2 separate regions of the Hordeum vulgare genome follow, and region 1 is linked to region 2. A link is a contact called in public Hi-C data. All regions are on one chromosome and are shown on one strand. Each heading gives the region's core, a stretch centred on a gene start, on an enhancer-like site or on the middle of the called end of the contact. The rest is flanking DNA. Distances are from core to core; before and after follow the strand shown. Region 1 holds the start of LOC123407604 (putative methylesterase 14, chloroplastic). Region 2 has its middle 64 kb from the start of LOC123412985.

The links. Hi-C and Micro-C count contacts between places; a contact is called where the count stands out from the background.
Region 1: a Hi-C map of leaf shows a contact between it and region 2, with 2.2 times the contacts expected there. The contact joins the promoter of LOC123407604 here to the enhancer-like site in region 2. A contact is called at or near these places in 3 of 6 Hi-C or Micro-C datasets (leaf and seedling) and 1 of 1 datasets of contacts at active chromatin or transcription factors (embryo).

The regions. Positions count from the first base shown.
Region 1 is chr7H:435,059,523-435,066,774 of MorexV3_pseudomolecules_assembly, reverse strand. LOC123407604 (putative methylesterase 14, chloroplastic) reads right to left here and starts at 4,134. Exons shown (of 5, transcript XM_045100767.1): 1 at 3,061-4,134; 2 at 1,508-1,747; 3 at 1,276-1,419; 4 at 1,058-1,192; 5 at 360-947. The coding sequence starts at 3,369. The coding sequence ends at 600.
Region 2 is chr7H:434,815,244-434,822,473 of MorexV3_pseudomolecules_assembly, reverse strand. No RefSeq gene overlaps it. Among protein-coding and RNA genes, the nearest start is that of LOC123412985, 64 kb to the right of the region's middle. Within about 2 kb of position 1,498, at least 1 of the 3 cell types and tissues checked has open chromatin away from gene starts, as enhancers often do. A contact at or near this core is called in leaf, where this site is marked.

The DNA.
Region 1 (7,252 bases), core at 2,885-5,384, 240 kb before region 2:
CATGCAAACATTGATGATTGATGTATATGAATATATGAACATATTGGCTGTGAGGGAAGATGCGTTCTTGAACACACGGGCACGTGTTTGGTGTCGTGGGCTCGAGTTGGCCTTATAGAAGGAATGTGATTCAGAAACGTCTTTACAGGACGGCGCCAGGCCCAGTTACTTGTCCTTGCACATTACTCAAAGGACAGGAGTGTATTAGACAAACATGGATGTACTGTAGATCGAGAGCAAAGGCAAACCATGAACCAGCAAGAAAATGTCCAAAACTTCTGATGATGGCTCAAGATTTAATTCACATTGGTAGAACATCTCTCACAGGCCCATACACTATACCTGTCCCAAACTTCTGATGACGGCTCAAGATTTAATTCACATTGGTAAAACATCTCTCACAGGCCCATACACTATACCTCATCATTCATCACAAAAGAAAAAAAGATGTCCCGCTTCTTCAACTAACTACATTATTTTGATCTCTGGCTGACTGACTGACTGACCGACTCCAATTAATCCCTCCCTGTATTCTTCTCCTTTAGCAAACCGCAACCTATGTGCTACTCGTTTCATGTACACGCATGGCATTCGGACGGTCACGATGACTTCTCGGCGCTCTCCTCCTCTTCTTCTTCTAGGGTCTTTGCTTTGCCCGGGAGCAGCGCCCCCGGAGCTTGGATCTGCACGATCTCCAGCAGGATCTTGTGGAGGGACTGCGGCTTCGAGAAGAAGGGGCAGTGGTCGCCGCCCTTTATCTTGAAGATGCCGTCGGGCGGGCTCTCCCGGACCAGCTTCTCCTGGACGTCGGGCGACAGCATCCGGTCGTCCAGCGTCTGGATGAAGTAGCGGCGGATGCTGCCGTAGTTCTCCGCCGTGAGGGACAGCTTCTCCATGATCGGGGCTAAAGGGATGGGCCTCATGGACACGGTGGCCAGCGCGATATCCTGCAACGTCGCGTGCAAACTTGTCAGCTGGACTTGGTACACAGAAAGAACAGAAGATTGGCATGGCAATGTATGTGACAGTAGTTCTCGATAGAGTACAATGTATGTACCTTGGAAGGACTTTGGTTGAAATATAACCCCTTGATCTGCTGCTTGTCAAACCTGAGCCCGGTTGGAGGCTTGTCCTTCCCATTTCCATAAAGTAAATACTGTGATTCTTGCAAGAAAACATCTGCCGACGCAAGCTGCAAAATACCACGTCACATGAGTTTGTGACTACTCAATAAGAACACACAACTGCACACGGACACATAAGAGGAGTGCATACCTCTTCAGAGAACACATCGAAGGGCCTCTGGCTATCCTTTACCATTGTGGCAGTAAGGAATACAGCCTTTGAGATCTTTTTTGGGCAGTGTTCTAAGGCATATGACACACTTGCACCTCCACAACTATGACCGACCAAAACAACCTGCATTAGCGTCGACATGAACACAACACTCAGATACCCAATTCTATTTATTAATGAATGTGTGAAGAAAAACAGATGCAGTACTCACCTTCTCGTTCTCAGGGAGTTTACTGAGGTAATCAATTAGTGGTTTGGAGTACTCTTCCAATGTAGCTATGCTGTTTGTATCAGTGTGGTCTATGCCTGAACCTGTGAGATCTAAGGCAACAGGATCGAGGCCAGCTTCCTCCAAGAGAGAGATGGTCTTGTACCAACACCAAGCACCAAATCCTTCCCCGTGGACAAGAACAATTTTCTTGGTTTCTAAGTTCTCTAAAACTATTTGGACCTGAAAATATGCCAGAACAAGAAGCATGAAAGACTGAAATCAGTTCAAAAGAACAGATAGAAAATAGACTACAGCCACCGCAAACCAGTCCAAAGTTGCTAGAGCAAAGTGTTAAACTACAAAGAATAAATAGTGTAAGCGCAAACGAGGAACACTTCTACTGTATTGTCAGGTCCTAACTCCTAAGATAAAGCACCACCAGATGCCCATGTGCATGTAGAAGCATATCAGAGTGTGAAATGCACGAAAACTGCAAACAGAATGATCATCTGAGAGAGACCACTGTAAGAAATGGGAACATGCTATCAAATAGTGAGGCAGCTGTTGAGTTCATAGACTTGGTGTTGTCTTGTAGTCCAACTCATAACATAAGGTAACTTGTAGGGTTTCACCTATCTTATGTATGAATCAACAACAGTTGTGCTAAAGATGCATTTTCAACATATAGTAATATGAATAATAATCTATATAATTCAAATTTCCAAAATATGGGTTCGAGATTCTAGAAGCTTAGAGTAAGCTCAAACTATTAACAGGTCATAAAATTAATCATTAAGAAAAAAAAACGATGTGAACAGCAAAGCATGTCGCCATTGGTAGATTTACATCAACAAATCTTAGTACTAACAAGATGAGCAGGACCAAGGAAGTGTAGAAACCCATCATCCTATCCCAGTGACACTTCAGAACCTCCGATATTCAACTACAGGTTAATATGAACTTACTGCTGATTGCAATTCAAAATCAACCCCAACAAGGAAGCCATGAAGAAACTGACTAGAAACATGCAGGTGCTTCCTTACAGAAAAAGAATGTGTCCTTCAACAAACATACAAGTACATCCATATCACTGAATTATCTCCCATATACAAGCAATCCAAAAAGAACCAATTTACTAGTGAAACCTAGAGCAACCAGACATTTAGCTATGTAGCAAACCAGGCAACTGACAATGCTGTGGTACCACTCTGATAATGACAGAATTTTGCCGACCAAACAACTTAAACAACAAAGCATACAACAACAGTATGATAAGGCCAAATCATTTAGGGCCAGATGGCCAACTGGTCCCGCAAGGACTCTTGCAGTTGAAAAGTTTGGCACTAGACATTACCAAGTACAGTTTGCAACTGGACCAACCTCTGTACAAAGAAATTCAGAACTTTCTTTGACAATGAACTTGTTAATTACTACTGTAAAGTATAACATTGTAGACAGTATATTTTTCTAGGCAAGAACAAGACGCAAGGATGCTACAACCTACAAGGGAGGGAGCATGAAGCAGAAAGAGAGAAAGGCGGGGGAGGGCTTACAGCCTTGGTGGCATTGGTGACGGAGTCCGGGAGGTTGCCGTGGCGTCGGGAGCTGGTGGAGCCGGGGCCGATTCGTCGGGACATGGAGCCGGCGCCGGCGTCGATGCGGCGCGACATGGAGCCGCCGGCGTCGAGGTGCTGGTGGATGGCCATGGCGAGCGCCTGGCGGTGCAGGAGCTCCTCCTCAGCCGGCGTGAGCTTGGCCGCGCCGCCGCGCGGCGGGCGGGCGCTCCCCATCCGCTTGCTGCGCGACACCGCGGCCGCGCCCCGGTGCTCCTTGCGCGGCATGCACGCGAACGCGTTGCCCATCGGAGAGGATAGCTTGTGGCGGAAAAAGGAGGGCGTCTATGTCTCAAGAAGAAATCGGCAGAGACGAGCAAGAAAACAAAAGGCCGATTTCTGCTCCAAGAAGGGTGGGAGTTTGGCTCGCACGGGAAGAGGAAGAACTCAACAGGAACAAGAAAACTCGTACTGGAAGAAACTAAGCTTAAAAAAGAATGGCGGACGAGAAGAAAGATTTTTCTCCAAGCGGGAGGAAGAACGGCGCCCTGCCCTGCTCTCTCCGGCGAGAAGCACGGCTGGTTGGTTGGTTGGGTTGGCAAAAGCGATGCGAGGAGGAAGAGGAAGCACGGAGCAGATCTGAAAGAAGAAGAAGAAGGGAAGAGGCGGAATTTATGAGTGGTCCTGACACCTAACTCGTCTCTCCCCCACACGAATCTCGCCAAAAAGGATTTATTCCCCCCCTCTCTCTCTCCTCTCCTGTATCTTTTGGATCTTCTCCCGCACAGATAATTTGGAATGGAACAAACGAAAGAAAGAGAGAAAGATTAGAGATTTGGAAGCAACAGCGAAGAGAGACAAAGGGAGGAGAAGCTTTAGGCGGCGGTTTCCTGGGAATTGTGTCTCTTGTTGTGCTCCCTCTCCCTTTGCCTTTGCTGGTGTGGTGGAGTCTCCTCCCACTCCCTCTCCCCCTCTCTTGCAGAGAGAGAGAGAGAGAAGAGAGGAAAAAGAAGTCGAGGAAGGAGACCTCTTTTTTGTTATTTTCTTCACTGCTAATCCACTGGGTGTCTTAATTGTCTGGCTTTTGACCCACCACCCTGTCCTTCTCCTATTATTCTTCTTCATTCATAATCAAACCATACATATAAAGATAAAATTTCAGCCAGCTTCTTTCCCTTAATTATCAATGTTACTATGGTTTTTGTTCCATTTCTGGGGATATCCTGGTCTGCCTTTCTCGGATCCAAAGCGAGGCCCTGCCTCACGCTTTCAGGAAATAGGTTCATGCCTGACTTTTGAGTCCCTTTTTTGACCCTCATGATCCACTGTGCTTTTGAGCTACCACAGTAAGCATTACTTTGTGTGGATTGCGAAAAATGGTGGGCGCCTGATGAACGGATGCGGAAGCACTGTTGGAGTAAATCCGTCGGCTCATGTCCTTTGCGTCGCCAGTGCAACGGTCGTACTGTTTCACTGTGAGAGACACTGTGGAGTACGGTAGGGCGGGACATGCGAGCGAGCGAGCGAGCGTGTGGTTTTTGATGAGCGGAAGGCGTTTTCCCTGCTGGAGGCCGGTGTGATTTTTGATGTGGATGCATTGGGGTCGGCTTGTTATGTTATTAGTATTTCATTTGCTTCCGTCAGCGGTACGTACTGTGCGTGCTTATACATAACTAATGAGAAAGCAACACGAGTGTACTACTCACCGTCGCTGCTGACGGCGATACCTTAGCTTAAACAGGCCGGCGCATTAACACCACACTTGAATTACGGGACAAGGGCATGCCGCTTGGTTGCAACGGCACGTCATCTCACTCGCTCTCCTTGTAGTATCCGCTCCATGGATCCCTGGGTACAACGTGTGGGACATTTTTTTTTTATCTTTTGTCTTAACAAATTGCAGAATTGATCTTACTTTAAAAAAAAGTTTTAATATAACCTCTTTTGATGACCCCAACATCCCTGACGCATGGTTTACATGGAAGACGTCAAGGTCCCTTACGTCTGATACGGACTCGCATGACCGATTGACCCGTTAAGTTTGTGCGTGGCTTGGTATCAGACGCGAGGGATCCCGGCGTCTGGTCCGACGCCAAGGACCCTGACGTCTGGATGACGTGGCACATATTACCAAAAGTATATTTGTGTGATCTGCTGAAACCAAACGCCAAAGTCTCTGACGTTTGGTATTAGATGTGAGGGTCCTTAGCATCTCGTTCACGACCAGACGCCAGGGTTCCGTACCAAAAGGATTGATTTCTCTTCTCAATGGGTTAGCCGGTCATGCAGGTCCGTACCAGACGTCACGGAACTTGGCGTCTCTCATACAAACGAGACGTCACAGATGTTGGCGTCACCAAAGGAGGTCAGATTTTTTTTAAAGTAAGGTCAATTTCAGAATTTGTTAGGACAAAAGGTCAAAACAAAAAAATTTATCCCAACACGTGACAAAAGAAACCTCAACTCAGCTATTAGGGCATGTACAAAGGTAAAGACACCTGTCTATCTATAGTCATTGTTCACGTCCCATACACCGCATACAACAAGTTGTCTGTTTTGGTGTATGTAAAAAGTTAGAAACCAATGTCCGCCTGAAAAATCTCAACGAGCATCGTGCGATCACTACAGTCTTCCACACGACATTCGATACAACGATAAAATAAGCGTCGTTAGCCACTGATTTTCACGGGATTCGACGGTCTATAGAATTATAGACGACCTCTTCCTCTCTCTTCTTTATCTTTCATTCAACTCATTATAAATCCTAGGTGGCATGTTTTACAGACACCTGAGTCAACATCGTTGTACATGCCCTTAGTAATTATAATTACTACTATCACAAATTAATTTATTTAGGGTTGTCGTCTTCTTATCGTCTCTTAACGTCCTTTTTGCATATACTGATATCTCTTTTGACATCAACAAGAAAAAGAAAGGCACATGTTTATGTTTGTACATCTACCAGAGATAGGTAGATGGGCCACGAGGTGCTACATTTCTTTTCTTCTTTCGAAATACTTTGTGTGCAAGTTTTAGTTTCATTTTAACTAAAATTTCTTCATATATAGTATATCCTCAAAACTCGTTGGGGCACGCACCCACCTGTCTGTCTCGCAAATCCGCGATTTCTACGACACACCAAATTAAAGTTTTAGCTTTCATTAGATTCGCCCGACCCGCACCCGTGAGCGAGGAAGGAAAACCGTCACCGCGCCGCCCCCGTCCCCTTCGCTTCGTCCCTCCCCCTCGTCACCGCCGGCGTCCACCGTCGGGGAAAGGCCGGTCGATGGAGGCGGCGGCGGGGAATTCCCTTCCCCTCCCATGGGTGCGTGCACCGTGGGTTGCTGCATCTGGCCGGAGGCGCAGCGCTTGCGTGGGGTGTGGTGGCGGCAAGTCGTCCGACGCGTCGGAGGTGTGGTCGGAGCACAGGGTTGTGGCGGCTTTGCGGGGATCTAGTGCGTGGGGGGGCATGCTCGGTGGGCCTGTAATCTGTTGGCGGTGGCTCGAGTGGCGAGGTACGAGGAGCGGCCCGGCTGGGGCAGCATGGGCCGAAGGCCGTTGCCTGCCTCCGTGCGATCGGCTCATGACGACGGGTGTGAGCTGTGGGCGCGTCCTGGTGGCCGACGACGCGCTGGCTCAGTCCCCATGGTCTGTTCGGGGCGCTTGGGCATAGTGCAGGGTGGCGCTCATGGTTGTCTGCACTGTGGACGACCATGGGTGCGCCTCGCGGTTCCGGTTGGCGGCGGCAGTCGCAAGGTGGTGGCTGCAAGGCGGTGGAGATGGTGCAGCGTGGCTGGGGTGCCGTGTGCGCGGGGGGTTGGGCCGGCGCGGGGTCTCAGCAGTTCTGGCGCGCGAGGTGCGCGACTGATCTACGATCCCGGGTCGATGGCTGCTGGGGGTGGCGGGGCCTCAACGGCGGCCTGCCTTTTTCGATGGTGCCTCTGGTCTCGGCAGCAACCGGGTGGCGCGGGTGATGCTTCGGGGTGAAAGCCCTATGCCGATTTCGGTAGGCACCGACGGCAGCGTCGCCTTCTGGTGTCGGATCCCTCCTTGGAGGTGTCGTTGTGTGATGCATTGGTTCCACGCCTACTTTGTTCGTTCTCTAGGAAAAAGCCTTGGTTCCAGCTTCTGGATCGGACGGCGGCGGCGTCCTTGACGTTGTTTTACCACAGTGGTGGCGCTTGTCTTGAGA
Region 2 (7,230 bases), core at 249-2,748:
GGGCGAAGCGGCAGTGCGCGGGTCGGGGTGACGGCAGGAAGACCTCGGGGCGGCGGCATAGACCGCGTGCCACAACACGACGACCCGATGGGGCGGCGTAGCGGTAGTGCACGGCGATACAGCCAAGGGAAGAACCACGAGGCGGTGGCACTACGGCCCGATGGGGCGACACAGCGATAGCCCGATGCTCGATCGATGAAGGGCGCGCTTTACTTGGGACAGTCTTCACGGGACATGGGGGCATGCGCAACCAACGGGCCAGATCGGTCGCAGGGCGTAGATGACGCGGATCGCGCGCAGACGGGTGATCAATCCGATCGCGCGCGAGGTCGGGGACGTCGCTCAGTGGAGGCGGGGTGGCGGCGGCCGAGTAGCCGGCACATGGCCCGAGGCAAGCGGCGAGGCCGATGCACCCGGAGCCTGTAGCCGGCCCGAGGCAGCCGACGCAGCCGGAGCCGGGATCCAGCCCGAGGCAGGCGGCGAGGCCGATGCGGCCGGAGCCGATAGCCGGCCCGACGCAGGCGGTCTGAGGCAGGCGGTGCGGTCGGAGCTAGCCGGCCCGACGCAGGCGGTGCGGCAGGAGGCGGCGAGGTCGATGCGGCCCGAGCCGGAAGTCGGCCCGACGCAGCCGGCCCGACTGCAGGCGGCGGCGCGACCGTATGAGGCGACTATGGAGGCGGATGATGATGAAACAGTCCCAGTCGGAGAAGGGCGGCAATGGCCGGTGCAGGACGACGACGGGAAGACACACGGTCGATGGCCAGAAGGGGCCGCCACTTCGCGTGAGGCCGTTGGGTCGTAGAGGCCGGATCGCGCCGATGTTGAAGTAGAGGCGCGGTGGACGATGGCGGCGGCGGGCGACGCAAACCGACCTTAGATCGGAAAACCAAAAAGAAAGAGCGTCGATCAAAAGACCGACATGAGAGAGAAAACTCGGATCAAGAGATCGGAAAAAACTCTCTAGGGCAGCCGGTCAACAGGACCGGCGGACGAAACCAAGGTACGAGCGACGCGGCCCTCGGCGGCGGTCATGGAGGCCGACCGTCCCAGGGACGGCACGCGGGGCGAAAGTGGTGGACGCGGCTAGGTCAAGAAACTTGCGGCAGATAGCAAGTTGAACGGGAGAAAAGGATTGGTGAAATAGTTGTTGTATTGTTTGACCCTCGTACACGATCAACTTGAAGTATAAGACAAACCAGAATAACTCCTAATCTATCTTATCTTTTCTAACTAATCAATATACTCAACAATGTAGCCTTCTACGAGGAGACATAATCATCTGTCAAGGGATTCGCCAGCCACTAAGCCTGCCCATGAATCAAGAGAATTATTCCATGTGCGCAACGCGCTTCCTCCTCGCCGTGCACCTGCATGATTTGTTTTCCTTCCACAAAGAAATGCATGTTGCTTTACGTCCTTTTCATGAGGAAACTGCATGATTTATTAATCTCTGTTTCTTTCTGTTGCTTTCATCAACAGATATGGATAACCTTTCTTGATGACGGGAGTGGGCTGGGATCATCTCACTGTTAGTCCAATCAACGCATTGCTCCGATTCGGATGACCCATTGATCAGTTGCTGCCAACTCTCGCCTTATTCTCCATGTTCCTGTATTGAAGTATGAATCAGGCCTAAGATGAAATTCTGCGTGATTGTTTTGCATCAACCTTACAGGATATAGTCCGTATCTGATTCTGTTTTGAGTGTGCAAAATGGTCACGTGTTTGTGTTCTAAACGGGACCTTGCCACAGCAGTCCGGCTATTTTGCAGAGTTTTGCAAGAGCACTGAAAAGGGGATCATGAGTTCATGACTGACAGGCACATGCAGTGGGTGTGGGTGGGTGTCATTTTCTACTTTCCTGTGCGACAAGTCTCACTAAGGCCAGACAAGGGGATATGCTAATGCACATGACAAGGATTGATACTCATGTGTGTGTAACTTTTAAAAAGATATTCATGTGTGTGTATTTATGTAAAAGAACACATGTGCATATCCTGGTCCTTTAAATGCTTGTAAATTCTAGAGCTACTCCCTCCATTTCAAAATGTAGTGCATGTAGATTTTTTCTAAAGTCAAACTTTACCAACTTTGACCAAGTTTATAAAAAAAATTGTCTACATCTACACTATCAAAGTGTACATTATGAAAATATAACTCATGACGTATTCAATGACGTGCATTTTGTATTCTAGATGTACCTATTTTTCTCTATAAATATGATCAAAGTTTGTAATATTTGAGTTTTTGAAAAAATATAGGCACTACATTGTGGAACGGAAGGAGTACAAAATATTACTTTAGCAAATATGATAGAAGTTTATTTACTAATGCATAAAAAATCTATTGTAAGAGCTTGCTCATGAAATTTAGAAGTAGTATATGAAACGCTTAATCAATTAGCGTGGCTACTTTTATTTTGATCTCTTGGACCATTTAAAATACGTTCATTTTTGCTGTTCACTGTGGGCGGCAACACGTGACCGGTAAATATGTTGACCAAAAGGATTCTCTGAGAACATTATTCTAAGCGATCGCACATGACAAGAGCAAAAAGGTGAATCGATTTTTAACAACCACTTAAAATTCGGTGGTGGAATGACGTCAGCCAAGCATGTTCCGCATGTGCGTTAAGTAAACTTTATATGAATTTTTGATTTTGCTAACCTCATGTATCATGGGGTTGCGTTAAGTAAACTTTAAGATAACTAGAGATCTCCCTGCAGAAAAAGAAATGCTTTAAGATACCGAAAGGTCTAATCTTCGAGCTCATAAACCCGAGTGAAAAAACTATTACATTCTAAGTTCAAGTTCAGTTTTGCTAGCATATTTCTTTTACACTACACAAGTCAGCCGATTTTTTAATTAATTTTCTCAATAAATTCTTATGACCGATTGGAGCCGATCTAACCAAATTTTTGACTGCCCAGGCCCGCCGGAGCTTGCCACATATGATGATGGAGATGAAGAGGGGATGACAGTCGCTAACCAACTCTGTCGGTGGGCCGTTTTCATTAGGTCAGCCTCCTCCCCCCATCTCTCCCGGGCACTCACTTACTCTCTTCTCATTCATTCCCTCCTCTATCTGTCGTACGATGGCGGCGGCCAAATCTAGCTGAGCGGCGAGGCAGCTGCCGACGGAGGGATCACCGCGAGGAGAATGAGTACTTGGAGGTGGACAACTCGATGGGTAACTAGAGCTTCGCGACACAGCCCTAACAACCGCCACATGGGTCACTTGCACATAGGGCGATGACAGCCTTGACCCACGTGATAGTGGTACCTTCGATCGACGACCATAGTTGAGCTTCTCCCCTCGGCGGCGGCGAGTAAGTCATCATCCCCCCTCCCCTTTAGCATTTGTTGGTGTAGGTTAGAGTTTCTGCAGAATTGAGGATTTGGTGTTGTTGTAGGTTAAGATTTCTGCAGAATTGAGGATTTAGGTTTAGGGTTCTTATGGCTTTCAATTTAGGAATTTCCGGAACCATCGTGAATTAGAGTAGATTAGTTAAATTAGTTTTGTCCAGTTTATGCGCCTGATGTAGCTTATTGTATTCATGTAAATTAGGAAAATGCAAATAGGTTTCATTGTTTTCTATTGTATATGTGCCTGTAATGTGAATTACCAAAATAAAATCCGATTAACACTATGAATTTTACAAAATCATCTATTTCATTTCGAAGGAGACGCAGAAGTGAAAAAAGATGTTCTTAGAGGAAGAGGATGAGGATTCACATACTGAACCTCACAACCCACTTCCTCAAGCATTTAAGACGGTACAAAAGCAAGTCAAATAACATGATCCGACCATGAGCCTCGGACATATGTAGTTCTAGGTTTTGTGCCATCTGATGATTCATGCCATTTCCCTGTTGACTTTGGCCTTATTGATGAGGATGCAACGAGAATACTACCTTTTACACTAGCTTGTGAAAGGAAGAGCAATGCCAAGAGGGCCAAAATTAGGAGATGATATGATGAGTCACTGGCTGATGCACATGAACAACTAGGCTAGAAGTTGTGCTTCACTCATCTGTATCAGTTTAGAATATCATTGAGGAATACTATGTGAGGACATTGAGGAACTTCCATTAGCATAGGAACATCCCATATACGATCATTGCCTGCTGGACATAGAGAAAATATGGATGTGCATTTTACATCAGTGCTCCATAGTAGCCCATGAGAAGACCTTTTGCATCGGGAAGATGAACCTTTTGCACACTTGCGGTGCACATGGAGAGTCCTCAAAGGTCACAATTGATTGGGTGGCCAGGGCATGCGAGGATCATCTGAGGGCGGATCTTAGTGCTAGAGTTGATGCAATAATGAAGCTGACAAAGACAAAGTATGGAGTGGATGTGCCAAAGATCAAGGGCAATGTTTGTTGAAGTGGTGCGAGACGACATGAAAGCAAAGTATGCAGGGCTGAGTGATTATATTCGAGCAATCCTTGATACACACATCCTGGAAGCAGATGCATTGTCACTACCACGTTGCCTGAACTACATCCTAGTTCAAATCATAGGTTCCATTACACATTTTATTGTCTCAATGCTTCAAAAGAGGGATTTTTGAATGAATGTTGGCCAATTATATGTAAGGTTTCTTATTTTATATGTTAACTATATAACTATCCTTATTGTTGTGACTTTTTTTACTAGCTTGTTTGTCCTAATGGTACATAAGTTGATGGTTTCTTCATCAATTGATAACTAGGAAACACATACTTGTTGCCAAATGAAGGGATGATAATAACAAGATATTCCCAATTGCAATTGGGATTGTTGATAAAGAGGACACTAAAATGAACTTGGTTTCTAAGCCATCTCACAACATATATTGGAGAGGGAAACAAATGGGGCCTCTACACAATAATTGATGACAACCCAAACATGAGTGGAAAATTACATTACTTTAAGAGTAGCTTAAGTATCATGCAAGCCATAGTTTAAGTATCATGCAAACCATAGCTTTGGTATCATGCAAACCATAGTCTTTAAGTAGTAACTTAGAGTAATTATTGCTTGAAATAGGGGTTACTTAATGAAGATGCTTTCCCACACCCACCTCAAAGATATTGTCTTACACATATCTATGCAAATTTTCAATCAAATGACTTTATATGCGAGGAGCTAAAACATGGATGCTCTAATATACTCATACACCAAACATGGTTTTGAGGTTGCAATGGAGGAGATGAAGAAGGATTACGAGGATGCTTGGGAATGGATGGCCAACATCCCTAAAGAGACTTGGGCCAGGCATGCTAGGAATCACAATTGCAAGAACGATCTTGTAGTCAACAATCTTACTAAAATCGTCAACGAGATTAGATGACCCATTGTGCCCTTGGCACAAATACCAAATACAATAAAGAAGTCCACAAACTATATGAAGCAATACCTGATGACCCACAAGTATAGGGGATCAATCGTAGTCCCTTCGATAAGTAAGAGTGTCGAACCCAACGAGGAGCAGAAGGCTCTGATAAATGGTTTCCAGCGAGGTAATAACTTCAAGCACTGAAAGTAGCGGTAACAAGTGATGGTGTAGTGAGGTGAAACGTAGCAAGCGAAAAGTAACAAGTAACAAGTAGTAGCAATGGTGCAGCAAGTGGCCCAATCCCTTTTGTAGCAAGGGACAAGCCTGAACAAAGTCTTACAGGAGGAAAAACGCTCCCGAGGACACACGGGAATTTCTGTCATGCTAGTTTCATCATGTTCATATGATTCACGTTCGTTACTTTGATAGTTTGATATGTGGGTGGACCGGTGCTTGGGTACTTCCCTTACTTGGACAAGCATCCCACTTATGATTAACCCCTCTCGCAAGCATCCGCAACTACGAAATAAGAATTAAGACAACGTCTAACCATAGCATTAAACTAGTGGATCCAAATCAGCCCCTTACGAAGCAACGCATAGAATGGGGTTTAAGCTTCTGTCACTCCAGCAACCCATCATCTACTTACTACTCCCCAATGCCTTCCTCTAGAACCAAATATGGTGAAGTGTTATGTAGTCGACGTTCACATAACACCACTAGAGGAAAAACAACATACATCATATCAAAATACCGAACGGATATCAAATTCACATGACTATTATTAACATGACTTATCCCATGTCCTCAGGAACAAAAGTAACTACTCACAAAGTATAATCATAATCATGATCAGAGGTGTAATGAATAGCATCAAGGATCTGAACATGAACTCTTCCACCAAGTAATCCAACTAGCATCAAGTACAAAGAGTAATCAACGCTACTAGTAACCTTACAAGTACCAATCGGAGTCGTGAGACGGAGATTGGTTACAAGAGATGAACTAGGGATTGGAGAGGAGATGGTGTTGATGAAGTTGTTGATGAATATGCCTCCCCTCCGACAAGAGGAGTGTTGGTGATGACGATGGCGATGATTTCCCCCTCCGTGAGGGAAGTTTCCCCCGCAGGATCGTCCTGCCGAAGCTCTAGATTAGTTCTACTCAAGTTCCGCCTCGTGGCGGCGGCGGAACCACGAAAAAGGTCCCGATTGATTTTTTCTGGAACGAAACCCTTCATATAGCAAAAGAGGGGGGCTAGTCGGCCGTCAGGGAGCCCACAAGCTTGCCATCCGCCACCAGGGGGGTGGCGGTGGCAGGGCTTGTGGCGCCCTGGTAGCCCCCTCTGGTACTTCTTCAGCCTAGTATTTTCTATATAATCCCAAAAAATTCCACGTAACTTTTTAGGGCATTTGGAGATGTGCAGAATAGTGGACTAAGATTTGCTCCTTTTCCAGTCCAGAATTCCAGCTGCCTGAATTCTCCCTCTTCAAATAAACCTTGCAAAATAAGAGAGAAAAGGCATAAATATGGTACCACAAACTAATATAACTGCCCATAAAGCAATAAATATCAACATGAAAGCATGATGCAAAATGGATGTATCAATACCTAGCTACTAAACCAGGAGGTAACTGAATCACATGAAACAATTTTTTAAAGTTGATAAATCCTCATTGCAAATCAGGAACCTCTTTGGAAAGCACGAGTGAATGTTCCTCAAAGCACTCAAACCATTTCTACAAAGCTCTATGACCAATTCCACTAAAGGACATTTTTGCGTAACCATGTGTAAAGCGAGATATGAAACTATCTCAAGAAGTACAATGACCATTCAATCAGAGGTACCAAACAGAAGTGGAAGCCAAATTTCATTATTTTTGGTGGAGTATATTCCTTACATA